Regions from separate parts of the Gasterosteus aculeatus genome. Here region 2 is linked to region 1. A link is a contact called in public Hi-C data. All regions are on one chromosome and are shown on one strand. The core of a region is the stretch at or near the end of the contact, and the rest is flanking DNA. Distances in the headings are between cores, read along the strand shown.

Region 1 (6,772 bases), core at 1,411-3,910:
AAGTATTATCAGTGTGTTTCTACTTGTAAAAAGTGACGCCTTGGAAATTGATGGACCCATTACGTGATTGCATGTGTGGAGCGGGACTTACTAGTTCCTGTGGTTCCACAGCATCTCAGCATGAGGTCTGGGGAAACGAGTCGGATCAGTGAGTAGCTGCTGCCCTCATGTGTTGAGGAAACACCATTACAAAAGGAACCACTTTTATTCTAACAGTGTTTTAGCTGTGCTTTTGGTATGACAAAGGGTAAACGTTTAACGAATCAGATCACTGGTAAAATTAACTTTAATCTGAATGTTGTTTAATACGCTATTATTTTAGCAAGTGATGTTTGCGTTCCAAAGTGGGTCACATCATGAAAAAAAAAGTGATTAAAAAGCCATTCAGCCTTCCTATGTCACATGCAGGCCCGTCAGAATAACCTGTAAATGAGCATGACATGTGACCTTAAAAGTGACTTTCAAGAAGTTGAGCAGGTAGAGATTACGAGTCCCTCCTTTATGCCGGATGCTCTAGTGTCACTTGTTCAGGGGCCCACGTCCTGACTCAAATTTACTTAAAAAAAAACAGCACTTATAAGGCTTTTATATGTGACCAGAATGTTCCATTATTTATTAGCGAGAGCCTGCATGCTCAAGTCAAGTTGTTACCTCAACACTGCTGACTGTAATCTGCACACAATACCCTCAAGTTTGACTCGACCCAGCCCGTTCCAGTTAAGTTTTGGATTTTCGTGTGACGTCTACGTCTTGACAGAAGAATCTATATATTTTTGCCTATAAAATACTTGTGGAAGAAAAAGAGAACGTCCTTTAGTTCAAACTGAATGTTAGCCATTTTTTTGCCAAAATGGAAACTCCTGTGGCGTGTCACTTGGTGAGATCAGTCTGAACTGTAGAATGTGTGTGAATGAACGACTATGCCCGTATAGAGCTTTGTCATTTTTTGGTATGCTACATTATATGGCTTTTACTCTTTCTGATGGAAAAACACATTAAAAAGCATTACAAATCAAAATGTAGGCTACGGTATTTTGTTTGTCTTGGTCAAATTGTCCTTTTTTGTTGTGCCAATTCAATGATAATTAAGACCCGTAGCTTAGTTTGTTTTGTTTATAGTAGTAGTAGTAGTAGTTAGTATTATTATATACTGTATACTACAGTCATTACAAACAATACAAGACCAGCGTAAAGCATGAATACATTAGGACTGTAAAGGTATAGGCGGAAGCATAATGCTTGTGTATTCCTATTCCAAATTCATACTAATTAGGTTACCCTCAAGAAAATCTGATGTAAAAAAAAGAAAAAGAATATATATATATATATATAAATAAATGACAAACTGATGATTTAGTAACATTACAAACATGCTTAATGCAAAGTAAAAAACGTATTAAAAACTAATAACAGATGCGATACTCCACATTTGACCAGAAGTCCTGACACCATATCATTAACTTGCACACATTGCTGTCAGCCAAGAAGCTTTTCAGCCAAGAGGTCCCAATCCAATTTTCTCAATAATGTGCTGTGATCCAACCTATCAAATAAATCTATTTTCTTGTCAGGCACAATTTTGTTGGCGAGAGTGGTTCCGACACGCAGAAAATAATCATCAATAATCGTCCATAGTTGCATCAGAGCTGTTTCCAAAATAACATGGAAATAAAGATTGGTAGCCTTTATTTTGAATAATATGATTAATTACTTTCCAAGTCCTTTGAATATTATTTGTATTATCTTATTAATGAATACATCATTCACAACCATTTTAATATATGTATAATATTTAGAATATTTCTATGAACATGGTCTATTTGTCCAGGCTCCATCCATCTGCAAACCACTTATCCTGCACGCAGGTCGCAGGGGGGCTGGAGTCTATCCCAGCCAACTTCGGGCGAGAGACTGGACTGGACTGGTCGCCAGCAAATGGCAAGGCTAACACAGAGACATCCACACACCTACGGGCAATTTAGAGTCACCAATCAACCTGATCCCCAGAGCATGATCCCCAGAGCAGTTTGGACTGTGGGAGGAAGCCGGAATACCCGGAGAGAACCCACGCAGACACGGGGAGAACATGCAAACTCCACACAGAAAGGCCACTGGGCGGAGTGGAACACAGGACCTTCTTGCTGTGAGGCGACAGTGCTAACCACCACGCCACCGTGCCGCCCTGTCCTCAGGCTATATAATTTAAATAGACAAATCAAACAGCACAGAGACAGGGCAAATTATGAGATCAAATGAAGGCAGAAGTTGTTATAGTGGACAACATCTTTATGACCTTTGCCACAATGTTTCGATTAACTGCTGTCGGAAGTAAATCAAATTTGGAAAACAAAGTTAATGCCATGTATGTTATACAACAAGGAATTGGGCTTGGTGCGTGACAATAAACTTGTCAACTAGTAAAAAACAACATTTGAAAATGTACAATTAAATATGATGGATGTAGAAAAAATTAATAAAAAAACTAATGGTGTGTCAACAGTATTTTTAAAGCAATGAGGGTTTCTAGGGTGTGTAACTGTCAGTAATTGATCTGGCGATCTAAGAATCTTCATCTGCTGGAGGCCAGAGCCGTGTTGTGAGATATTGGTCCGAGTGGGCTGCAGCCTTCTGCCAGAGGGAAGGGTCTTAAAAAAATATTGTGTCCAGCGTGAGAAGGGTCGGCCACAATCTGTCTTCTCTGCCTCATGGTCGCAGAGGCGAAAAAGCAGATGATACTCTGCAGTCTCGCCCTTGTCCTTGGCAGTGGCTGCAGCGTACCAGACGGGGAGTGCCAAGTCTCTGCTGAGCCTTCTCGATGATGGAGCTGATATGCTGTTCCCACATCGGGTCATCGGTTATGGTGCTGCCCAGTAAGCAGAAGGCCACCATAGAGATATGAGGTAACACATTAGATCCAAAACAGCATGTGTCACACCTTAAACTTTAAGGTCACATATTGGTTTGAAGATTGGTTGTTATTGTAAAATGTATAACGGAAAGTGGTATTTTGTGGTGGTCTTCGTGCTCACTGTCTGCCATTAGGTGTTTGGCCACTTGATGCCAGTGTTTCCTTATCAGACAAAACAAAGCCACAGAGGAACACACCAACACTGAACTCAAGGCAGTCAGTCTCATCTATGTTACAGATCTTTGGTGGGAGGGGTATTCAGGTCTCAGATGCTGCATCTATTACTGGTGTTACTGTTGTATTGGTCAGATGAGACTCAGTAGTATATTTTGTGCAATGAATTTAAAACAGATTAAGTATTCTGCAAATGGTCACACAATGCCACTTCTCTCCTTCTTCAACGTTCATGTACTTTTAAATCCAGCTTTATTTCATGGGAAAAACTAACATCAACCCTGGTCCTATATGATGCTTTGTGTCAGCAGGATTACAATATTTCACCTCCTTTACCCCATGGAATAGAATTACGACTCTTGAAAAAACATTTTCTCTACAGGGGTCAAGATGATGAAATGGGCCAAATAAAGAGGTCTATTTATGGTCAGAAAGGGTGGATGACGGGGGATGGGATTATCATTTGAATCTGGGTTTGTCTTTAACACTTATGAGGGCCAGGATTTATGCTTAGCTTAGTTGTTTTTTTTACCTATAGGCCGGAGGTCTTCAACAGGGTGCTGCAGGGGGGTTGCAACATGTTTCGTTGATAACACAATTTTTTTTATTGTCTTTAAATACACATCATGCTCACGTGTAAAGAGTGGCAAAGCTCAAAAATATAAGATGGTGGACCAAACGCCGGTCCTTTGTTTGGCGTTCCTTGGCCTGAAAAAAGACCCTTGCTATCGGCTAACTTTACCTATTGACTGACACTATAAGTTACTGGCCCATAGGCTTGAGCTACTGGACGAATACATTGGCAATAGCCTGAGTTCTTGATTTTGATGGAAATTTTATAGCACCTTAGTGAGATGAAGTGGGGGTAAACAATGTGAAAACTACTTAGCAAATGCACATTTCATAAAATTAGTATTTTAAATGTGCAGGTATATATTTTTGGTGGTGAAAATCTGGAAAATAAATATTTGACTGGTCAGCCAATTGCGGTAATCCCACCAGAGCAACAGGTGTCTTGTTTCCTGCTAAAGCCTATTGCCCACTGTCACACATAGAACCTGGTCACCATTTGGAGTGTGAAGCCTCCTGCCTCCAATTGAATGTACAGAGAAGTCACTTTGCCAGATGGAGTATGATCCCTCATAGCCGAATTAAAATGTATATACTGTACAGTATTCGTCCTACTCAAACATAATACGGTATAAAATACATTATGCCAATGGTCTAAAGGCATATTACAGTTTGACAATAAATGCTATGCATCCCTGTATCTTGACCAATCATATCAAAGTCACCAATTATTTCTTTCACAATAAAAAAGGATGACTTGTTCAAAACACACAAGAGATAAATAGTTGTGTGTGCAGCATGTTTAAAGTTTGTGAATGTTTGTGCCCAGTAAAACATAATGGTGTACGAAAGGAGCTAAACACTAAATGTGCGTTACAGTCTCCTGTCTGTGTTGACGTTGACGTACAAATTGTATGTGTGTTTTCTGGAGGCATGAGTGACTGTCCATCCTGTGACCGGTACGTGTGACTCACTCTTAATCCAAATGTTTCCATCGTGGCGCCTCAAAGGCAAAACCATCACAGTGCTGTCACCATCTGGATAGTAAAGGCCCTCCTGGGCTGGCTGCCTCGTGTCCCTGACTCAAAGACTTTGACTAAAAATACAACCTTCAGGATGTTATTGCAAAAGCACCAATAGATGTCCGGCCTGGATTTTTCTCCTTCTGGTGCTTTCTGCCTTGGTCTCGTTTCCATAAATAACAAAGGTGAAATTGCTCACACACACCACACGGTAATAAAAATGTCACGCTGTCTAAAAGGCATGCAATGGCTTCGATGAAAGACTCTTTCTGGAAAATGAATTCAGGGGGTTTATTATAGACAGATCAATATTTTATATAAACCAAATATGGGTTATCAGAGAGCTATCGTGAACTCAGTGGTCTTAGTCAGAGAATCTTTTGAGGTCTTAGTTGTGATTTTTATGGCACGTTTTCCCTCTTCCTCCTTGTTTCCAGCACAACAGGGTCTTACACTGTCTGCTTTTATCCAAAGTGAAGACAGAGTAAGCAACTAGGAAGGGAAAGTAGCTGCACACCTAACAGTAGAAAGGGATTTCCCCTCAAGAAAAACACAGCAAATAAGGAATATCACATTTGAAAAGTCTTTGGGGCATTTTCTTCACTTTTGACAGTATTGAGCAAGTTTCTTGAAAAAAGTACATACAGTATTATCTGAAAAAATAATACATGGGTGGGAATGGTTGTGATGATTTATGCCCCTCCCCTCTCTGGTCACTCGGTACAGCACGTGCCGATAAAAATAGTTCACAAGCAAAGGGGCAAAGGTCAGCCTTCATAGTAACTTCACAGTGGGTTTGAAGAGCCGGACTGCCCCTCTCTTATAACGATTGGGCTGGGGGAAGAAATCTGATGTTTCCAATAAGCGAGGAGAGTATGTTGCATTATCGTTTTTGCATTTGGTGGCGTGTGACGAGAAATGCGCAAATCAAAAGAAACCTGTTACATTACTTGACCTTAGAAATTTTACATTTTTACGGTAGTTACATTACAAAGAATGTTATTTTGTTAGGGTACGATGTTAATTCATTACTTTAACACAAACCATGCTCTTATTCCCTTACCTTAACCGAATAGTCTTGTTGCATGAAACAGATCGTTGTACTCTGTCAAACACACGGCAGTATGTGTTTCTGAGAATGTGATACAAGGCTGTTATGAAATAGATTTATGATTAGCGATTGCAAAGGGTTGTAGGAAAAGATAATTTCATTCAACTCCGAAAATGGATTGATTGTTTGTTTGTATGTAAAGTGGAGTGGGCAGTACTCATCTTCCTGGTGAGTTATATGGACGCACTGATGGCTCCAGTGAAGAAAGACAGCAGGCAGAGATGGAAGCAACGCTGTAACGTGAGCCAGCACACGTCCCGAGCTGTTGTTAATGTTTGCCGTGCTCTTCAACAGAATGAGCCCGTCCAACCATTCCCTCTCCTACAACTGTTGTGCCTGGCAACACACTTAAGAAGACAGGTGTCAAAACCAAAGTTTTACGCATAATCGGTTCAATGTGTCTCTTTGAACCATGTAATGCTCAGTGTGCAAAGCTCCTCGGTCAACCATCACCAATCCAGGAGCCCCAATCCTTATCCAAGCCCAACTCCTCACCCCACTCCCCCACGGCCAATCAACACATCTCAGTACCCTGTAACAGATGGCCGTAGGGGTCAGCAGGGGTTAGCTGGGCCAGGGAGGGGGTTGGCTAAGGTTAGGCAGGGGCACTGGGGTGTTTGGGATTGTTGTGACATGGCCTGTCTGCCTGTCAGTATGCAGGTGGATGAGTAGCATGTGGCCGCCAATCCCCTGCTTGCACCGTGCACTCTACCATAGACAGGGCTTCAATTCAAGAGGTCAAGATGCCGCGGTGGAGGGATTCAGTAGTCATCCTAGATCCCCAAAAAATGTCAGCCTACTCAGCACCCCCCTCGCACCTGCTCTGGAAAAGTGCAGTGTTCAGCTTTGGAGTGAGGAATGTCTAAAGAAAACACAAAGAACAAGGAAGGACTGATGAACCTGGCCAGTGCGGAACAATGATTAATCTACGCGTATTAACCCCCAAGACCTGTGACCTCTTTTATTATTTGAAGCGATGTTTCTTCT
Region 2 (6,772 bases), core at 2,545-5,044, 99 kb before region 1:
ACTACAGTATTGCAATGTTGCAAAGTCGTGTGTGGCTTACAGGGGCATTAATTGGGGCGGAACTTCCAAGTATAACACGAGCTGAACAAAAACCGCGCAGAAAAGATACCGCACGGTCAGCGATGGGACGAGGGACAAACAGAAACGCGATGCCGGTCACTCGTAAAGACACGGGGGGACAAAGCTTGACGTTCCTGATTGCTCTCTAGCATCCCTGAATGCCGTGTTTTCAAACCCTCCAGGAAAAAGACTGTTGGAGGGAGGAAAGTGGGTCTAGAGGAAAGACAGCCGGCTGCAGACAGACATAGAGGGAAGTTTAGTGGGGTGAGAAGCTCCGGCAGGGAGTTACGTAACACACCTGCAAGGAGGGAAATGAGATGACAGGAAAAAGATGGACAGGAAGGAAATAGGAGGGTGACAGACTGAAAGGGAAACAGCAGATTAGTGAACAGACAGACACTGGCCTTACTTTTATTACATCTCATTTTTGTTCTGCCAATTCAAGTTCTTACAACCTCCTTTTTGGGTAAATTAAAAAGGACCGTATGAGCATTTAACGTTAAGTGTCACGTCTGAGATGAATGTGAGAACGAATGTATCTGTAACATTGGCAAATATTTGTATTCCTACTGCGAATGTCTTTCTTGCCATACACCTTTTAAAAAAGGTCCAAAACGACTCAACCTACCTGGAGCCATTGAGGTCCAACGCTGACATTCCACCTCTTTTGTTGTTGCTTGTTTATGTGCAGCCGGAGGAGTTGGAGGCCCTTCATTCCCATACGTTCCGGGTGAAGACTTTCAAGAAGGCCAAGCACTGCGGCGCCTGTCAACAGACCATCAGCCAAGACGGACTCATCTGCCGAGGTCAGTCCCCTGTGTCCCGAAACTCTGATTTACAGATGTACTCTAGGACACGGGGACGTCACAGCTGGGTGTCCGGGGATTATGGGGGCCAGGCAGTGCCCGATCAGAGGGGAAACAGGGGAAACATTCTACCAGAAAGGATGGTAAAAGACTGCATTCTCTCTACTGACCAGCAGAGGACGACTCCTGTGATTGCAAAAACAATTGTCAGACTTTTCAGTTCTATGGGAAATAGTGAGCATACTGTATCACCATACTTGAGGCTTCATAGCGGCAGTCCACAATCCAATGAGGGTACAATGACTATGTCCACTTATTATATACAGTCTATGTTCAAAATGCTCTTTTTTAAGATTGAAATCTATATATCTATTGTTTATTTTAAGACAATGTTGAAATATTGTCACCAATACTCCGTTCCAAAAGCCCTTTTTTTCAATTTAGAAGCCCACTGGGCGTAAAATCGTACCACATCCGTACTGACTTTCAGGGCCTGACGTTCGCTAGGACAATTTAAGCCTAAATGTAATCTCTAATGAATAATTGCTTAAAATTAAGCAATTGAGCAAGACAATAACTATGCAGACTAAACTCAGTTGTTTGATGATGAAGATTCCCAAGTCTCGAGCACTGAGAGCATTTGCACTAACAGCTCTAACTTGTCGGGACAATGAAGGCAATATCTATTACTGCAGCCATCAGTGGTCTGAAAAAGGGGTCATCCGAGGTTACCTGGGGTCGTCTCCGTGTCAGGGTTTAGTCAATTAAGTGACAGGGGAGGGGAAAAGAAAAGGCCAGAGGTGAACAGCTTCTCACTTTCCTTAATGGTGTTTACTGAAAAGAGGCAATGCAGTTGACAATGATGACGATAAGAGATTAGCTTGGTTTGACTGATGCAATCAATTTATAGGATAGAACTGGGTGCATGTTTTTTGTTTCATGGTTCCTGACTAAATGTTGCTTTCTGTTAAACTTTACATGCCGGGAGTCCCAGTATCAAGCAGTTTTTTCTACTGTTTTTAAAAATGTATGTACCCGGTTGGGTGCGACTGAAGTATAATGTTGAACAAAAAGCCGGAAAGCTGGAAAGTGAACGAGATTCATGAATAGACTTTTAACATGGCCACCATTTTCTGAACAGAATGCAGTAAACCCTTTCAGTCTTGTGCTCAAAGGGGGCTGGAACCAAATCAGAGAAAACGTGACCCAGGTCTGCTCAACACATGATGTTGTAGTGGAAATGTCTGGTCTCAGACTGATAACGCGTGAAACCATGCGGAAATGGCTGCATGTTTGGTTTGGCACACCAATATTAAGCTCGCAGCTTCCCAAACCTGACACAGAAGGAGTGGATGTTTGAAGGGCGCAACTTAGAAAAACAAGAGCATTCTCTGCACGCTGCTAACATCTTGGACCCTAAAAGCAATTTAAAACAATGACATTTCATTTTCACACTGTACTGTGTGTAGGCCCATCCTTGGAAAGTGATCAATTTGACAGATTAACACCTATGCATGACCCTGCATGGTTCCATCTGCTCTTGCTACATAGTGCATTTTACCCTCATGTAAAGTCCTTTGCACACTCCCCCACAATCACACCTAAAAGTTTCTCAGTGCAACCTTAGTCTGCCGTGGTTTCCCCTCGATCTGTTTATGTGCCTTGTGCAAGGGCACCTTAGAGATGGTAATGACGGACAGGCAAGTGGTTCATTTTTATTTCTCTGCACGGATTTAACCGGCTGGTCAACGAATCAAACCGACAGCCTCTCTCAAAGTCTGTGCCGCAGGTGCTATACAAATTGGCAAGTGCGCCAATATTTAAAATGCTTTGTTTCTTAATTGACTGAAGTGCTTACCCGGCCACATTTTGATATCACTCAGTCTAAGCTGGTAGTTTAGTTGTCTGATTGTCTGGGAAAAGGACAAAAGTACTGACTACAGCCATCACCTCCCTCTTATTCTACTGCCTTAAAGAAGGCCTATAAAATGAAAGCAGTTCACCACCTGCATTTACTCTGCATTTTACTCTGTGATCTAAGTGAGTAAAATGCTTGAGTCCAGATGTGCGTGAGTCCAGATGTTCTTGTTGTTGTGCATTGGGCTTTGAATGACATTACGTCTTTGTTTTATCATAATCAGTGTACTTATTTTGTGTAGCATATCTGTATCAGGTGTAACTTCTGAAGTGACTTCTTTACCATTTCAAACTGTCCTTCAGCCTCTTATTAGCAGTATTCATACCCACAAAACATAAATAAAGAAATCAGTTAAATTCATGGAAAATACATACATCAAATTTTTCAAAGAAAAAGTAATATATATTTTGGTTCCACAAATAACCCTTGCTGTTAAATCACTCTGACAAGTAATGTTCACTTGTGTGTGCAGACAGTCACTTAAACGCTCTCGTAAAATGATACAAGACAGCACCTGGGGCCCACACTTGTAGACCTGATTTATTGGGGAAATAAACCCCAGTGACAAAGCGGCATTTAAGTCTATTCTGATTTAATTGACCCTGGCTTGCTTTTCTCTCTCTAGTCATGCCTATGTTTGGTCATGTGATACGAGCAAACTGTGTGTGTGTGTGTGTGTGTGTGTGTGTGTGTGTGTGTGGCTGTACTGGATTTAAGAGGACAGCCAAGAGTGCTCAACTTCTGATTCACAAAACTCTCATCAGCTGTGGCTTCATGTCCAAGGGATGCACAGGATAGAATGGGAAGGAATTTTCCCCACTAACTATTTTCCAGGAAGTGAATGAGCTAATGCCACAAAATGTACAGAAGAATCTGGAAAGTTTTATACCCGAGGTCAACGTATAAAGACAGATTTCTGTGACCCCTCCACCCCCTTTAGACAGACAGCCCCTCCCATCTGCTGCCCTTGTTTACAAACATTCTCACATGGTCTCGTAATGACACAAGCACTTGCACTTCCTCTCTCTTTAGCGGTTGCCAGGATACACGGTGTTAGTTACTTTAACAATGGCGTGTTGACGCAAGTCAGCGCCGCAATTTTCCAGTGGAAAAAAAAGGGAATGTTTGGAGGACCGGTCCTGAGGGCAGGAACTGCCTTTCACATTAATTTGCTGTAATGAAGTTGTGGTTGAATGAAGGTTTTGTGTGCAGGGGGCTAAAACCTTATTTCTCTCCTCAGCAGCGTGTGGAATCTGTTTCCTCCTCCTTCCCACAACTGCTGCATGTAGCTTTTGTAAAGAACATCTTACAGTGAAAGGCCATTAATAAACCCGCCTTCAAACAAATCTACAAAGACTGTGCTTTTTCAGTGAAGGGTGCAGCTCCAGCGCTCCGGGGAGGTGGAGGGGGGTAAACACACGCCGGTTTGTCCAGCATGTGTTCAGCGAGGGGGAGGGAAGGTTGTCATTGCTTGCCAGGTGGGTGTTTTTTTGTATGTAGAAATACGTTGGGGTACTCGTCGTGCAGCAAGTACCACGGGCTGTATACTTCATATCACACACACGCTAAAAAGTATGGCGCATGTACAGTGCTCAGGCGCACAGACATAGCGATCCACTCATTGGTGCCTTCCTCGCTTCACCAAGTCATTAGTCCAATAAGAGGAGCAGGTGGATGAGGACGAACATCGGTTTTCTTTGGATGATGGATAGTCACTGTCTCCCAGTCTAACATCATTATCCTAATGCACTAAAGAGACCAGACATTGGCTGTCCACTCAGCCACAGGCTAGAAATTCAGCTTCTTCTTCTTGCTTGAACATGCTTGGGAAACTTTCCACAACCGTCCCGCCTTCAGGTCAGCTTCTCTGACACAATGTCCACTGGCACATCGGTGTCAAACATTCATGGGATTTGTGGTAAGTGCCAAACAGTTCTAACCCAGACCCTGCAACCGCAGCGCTGTTGGTCAATGCATTCAGGCCGCCACCTGTGGGATGAGTTTCAACACTGCAACATGTGTATGTCTCCAGCACATTTGTTTTGTTCACACCGAACAGTAATAGTAGCAGTACACAGACAGTATTTCACTACAATCAACTTTAATTGTTTTGTAATTTAGTTTAAACTCTAAATTATTAAACAATTGTCATACCTTTTCCATGTTGTACACATCGCTTTTAAAAGATTTAATTCTTAATGTTCAAAGTGTATGATTAATCTTGCCAAAAGCAGTGGAGGGTTAGTTTCCTGACAACAGGGAAAAGTTCTCCTGCTGATGAAGACAATGTGATATGATTAAGTCACTGTCAGTAATTGAGTCTTTCATGAGACAGAGTAAGTATCAGTATATTGGTACTTGCCATATGTACAAGTATGCGCTTCAGATGATGTAGTCAAAGTTCTCTCTTTATACTTTATAAGAAATGAAAGATGAGACCCAGATGATCTTGCACTATAATCTGCCAAGCTGCTATTCCTCTGAGCTGTAGCTTGTGTCACAGCCACCAGGAGGCAGCAGAGTCCTTTGTTCCTCACAGAATACTTCTATCCATCTGCAGCGGATTCATTTGTACGCTTCTAAATATTTCAGCACATACCTCACAGTAATTGTCTGTGTATTGGGCAACTGCAGTTTGAATGAAGGGAAACAGCTGCTTAGACTGAACAGAGTCAGACTAAAACCCACCCTTGAGTCATAAAATGGACAGACAGATAAACAAACAGAAGTCATGTTTAGTCAGGTTGAAGCAAACAAATGACAGAGATCACAGAAGGATTCCATGGGAAGTCTTACTCAGGATTTAATCTGCTGTCCCGCAATGTGTTTGGGGGAATCTCCCATGTTAGGAAAGCCTTAGCAGCTGGATGAAGGTGGGGTCGGACCCACAGAAAGCCAACACTGCAGGGACTTTAGTTGGGAAAATGCGTGGGCTGAATGATGACATCCCTGTTTCAGTCTGATGATGGATAATTCATTAATAACATTATCACAGAAGAGAGACACCACAGAGCGTGTAGGCACATGAAACTTATTTATTTTTCAGCGGTTAAGACTGGAGGGTTAGTCACGAAAGGTCATTAGCTGTTCACGGTCACTCTTGTGGAACAGCTGAGAAGCTCTAATAAGTCTGCATGTCTCAGAGGATATGTCACATGACCTGGACGCCGGTGTGGAACTATACATACCTTCCAGACAGGACACGACACTTTTGTTCATAGTAGGATGTATATAGCAATAGATGGAAAAACATTTTAAAGTTGTTTTTTTTATTCTAAAGCCTTCTCTAAATTAACAAGTAATCACTTCAGACAGCAGGTATTTTCAGTGTGGCTAATCTCAGCCACAATCGCATAGATCAAACTTTGACACTCAAAGCTAAACATTTTTTTGCAGTTCATTACATAAGTATTTGAGAGTATCAGAAAAGCCAAACTTAATATTTGGTACAAAAACCTTTGTTTGCGATTACAGACATCATACTTGTCATAGTCTTGACCAGGTTTGCACCCACTGCAGCAGGGATCTTGGCCCACTCCTCCATACAGACCTTCAGGTTTCGGGTCTGTCGCTGGGTAACAGACTTTCAGCTCCCTCCAAGGATTTTATATTGGCTTCAGGTCTGGAGACGGGCCGGGCCTCTCCAGGACCTTGAGATGCTTCTCACGGAGCCACTGGCTGTGTGTTTCAGGTCGTGGTCTTGCTGGTAGACCCAGCCACGACCAATCTTCAATGCGGGTGGAATGGTGTTCTTGGGGGTTGTACTCATCCTTCTTCCTCCAAACACTGCAAGTGTTTAAGACCAAAAAGCTCTATTTTTTCGACCACATGGCCTTCTCCTATACCTCCTCTGGTTCATCCAGATGGTCATTGGCAAACAGACAGGCCTGGACCTGCGCTGGCTGGAGCCGGGGGGCCTTTCTGGCGATGCAGGATATTAATCCATGACGGTGTAGTGTGTTACTAATGGTTTTCTTTGAGACTGGTC

What was found. A called contact is a pair of places that touch in the nucleus more often than the background predicts.
Region 2: a contact with region 1 is called in a Hi-C map of tail fin, with 5 times the contacts expected there. The contact joins two enhancer-like sites. A contact is called at or near these places in 5 of 6 Hi-C or Micro-C datasets (liver, skeletal muscle, tail fin and 1 more).

What each region holds. Positions count from the first base shown.
Region 1 is chr16:6,521,214-6,527,985 of fGasAcu3.hap1.1, reverse strand. It overlaps tns1b (tensin 1b), which reads left to right. Exons shown (of 33, transcript XM_078090135.1): 33 at 1-1,018. Among protein-coding and RNA genes, the nearest start is that of LOC144388724, 15 kb to the left of the region's middle. Within about 2 kb of position 2,660, at least 1 of the 9 cell types and tissues checked has open chromatin away from gene starts, as enhancers often do.
Region 2 is chr16:6,621,278-6,628,049 of fGasAcu3.hap1.1, reverse strand. It overlaps tns1b (tensin 1b), which reads left to right. Exons shown (of 33, transcript XM_078090135.1): 2 at 752-866. It also overlaps the pseudogene LOC144388723. Among protein-coding and RNA genes, the nearest start is that of tns1b, 39 kb to the left of the region's middle. Within about 2 kb of position 3,794, at least 3 of the 9 cell types and tissues checked have open chromatin away from gene starts, as enhancers often do.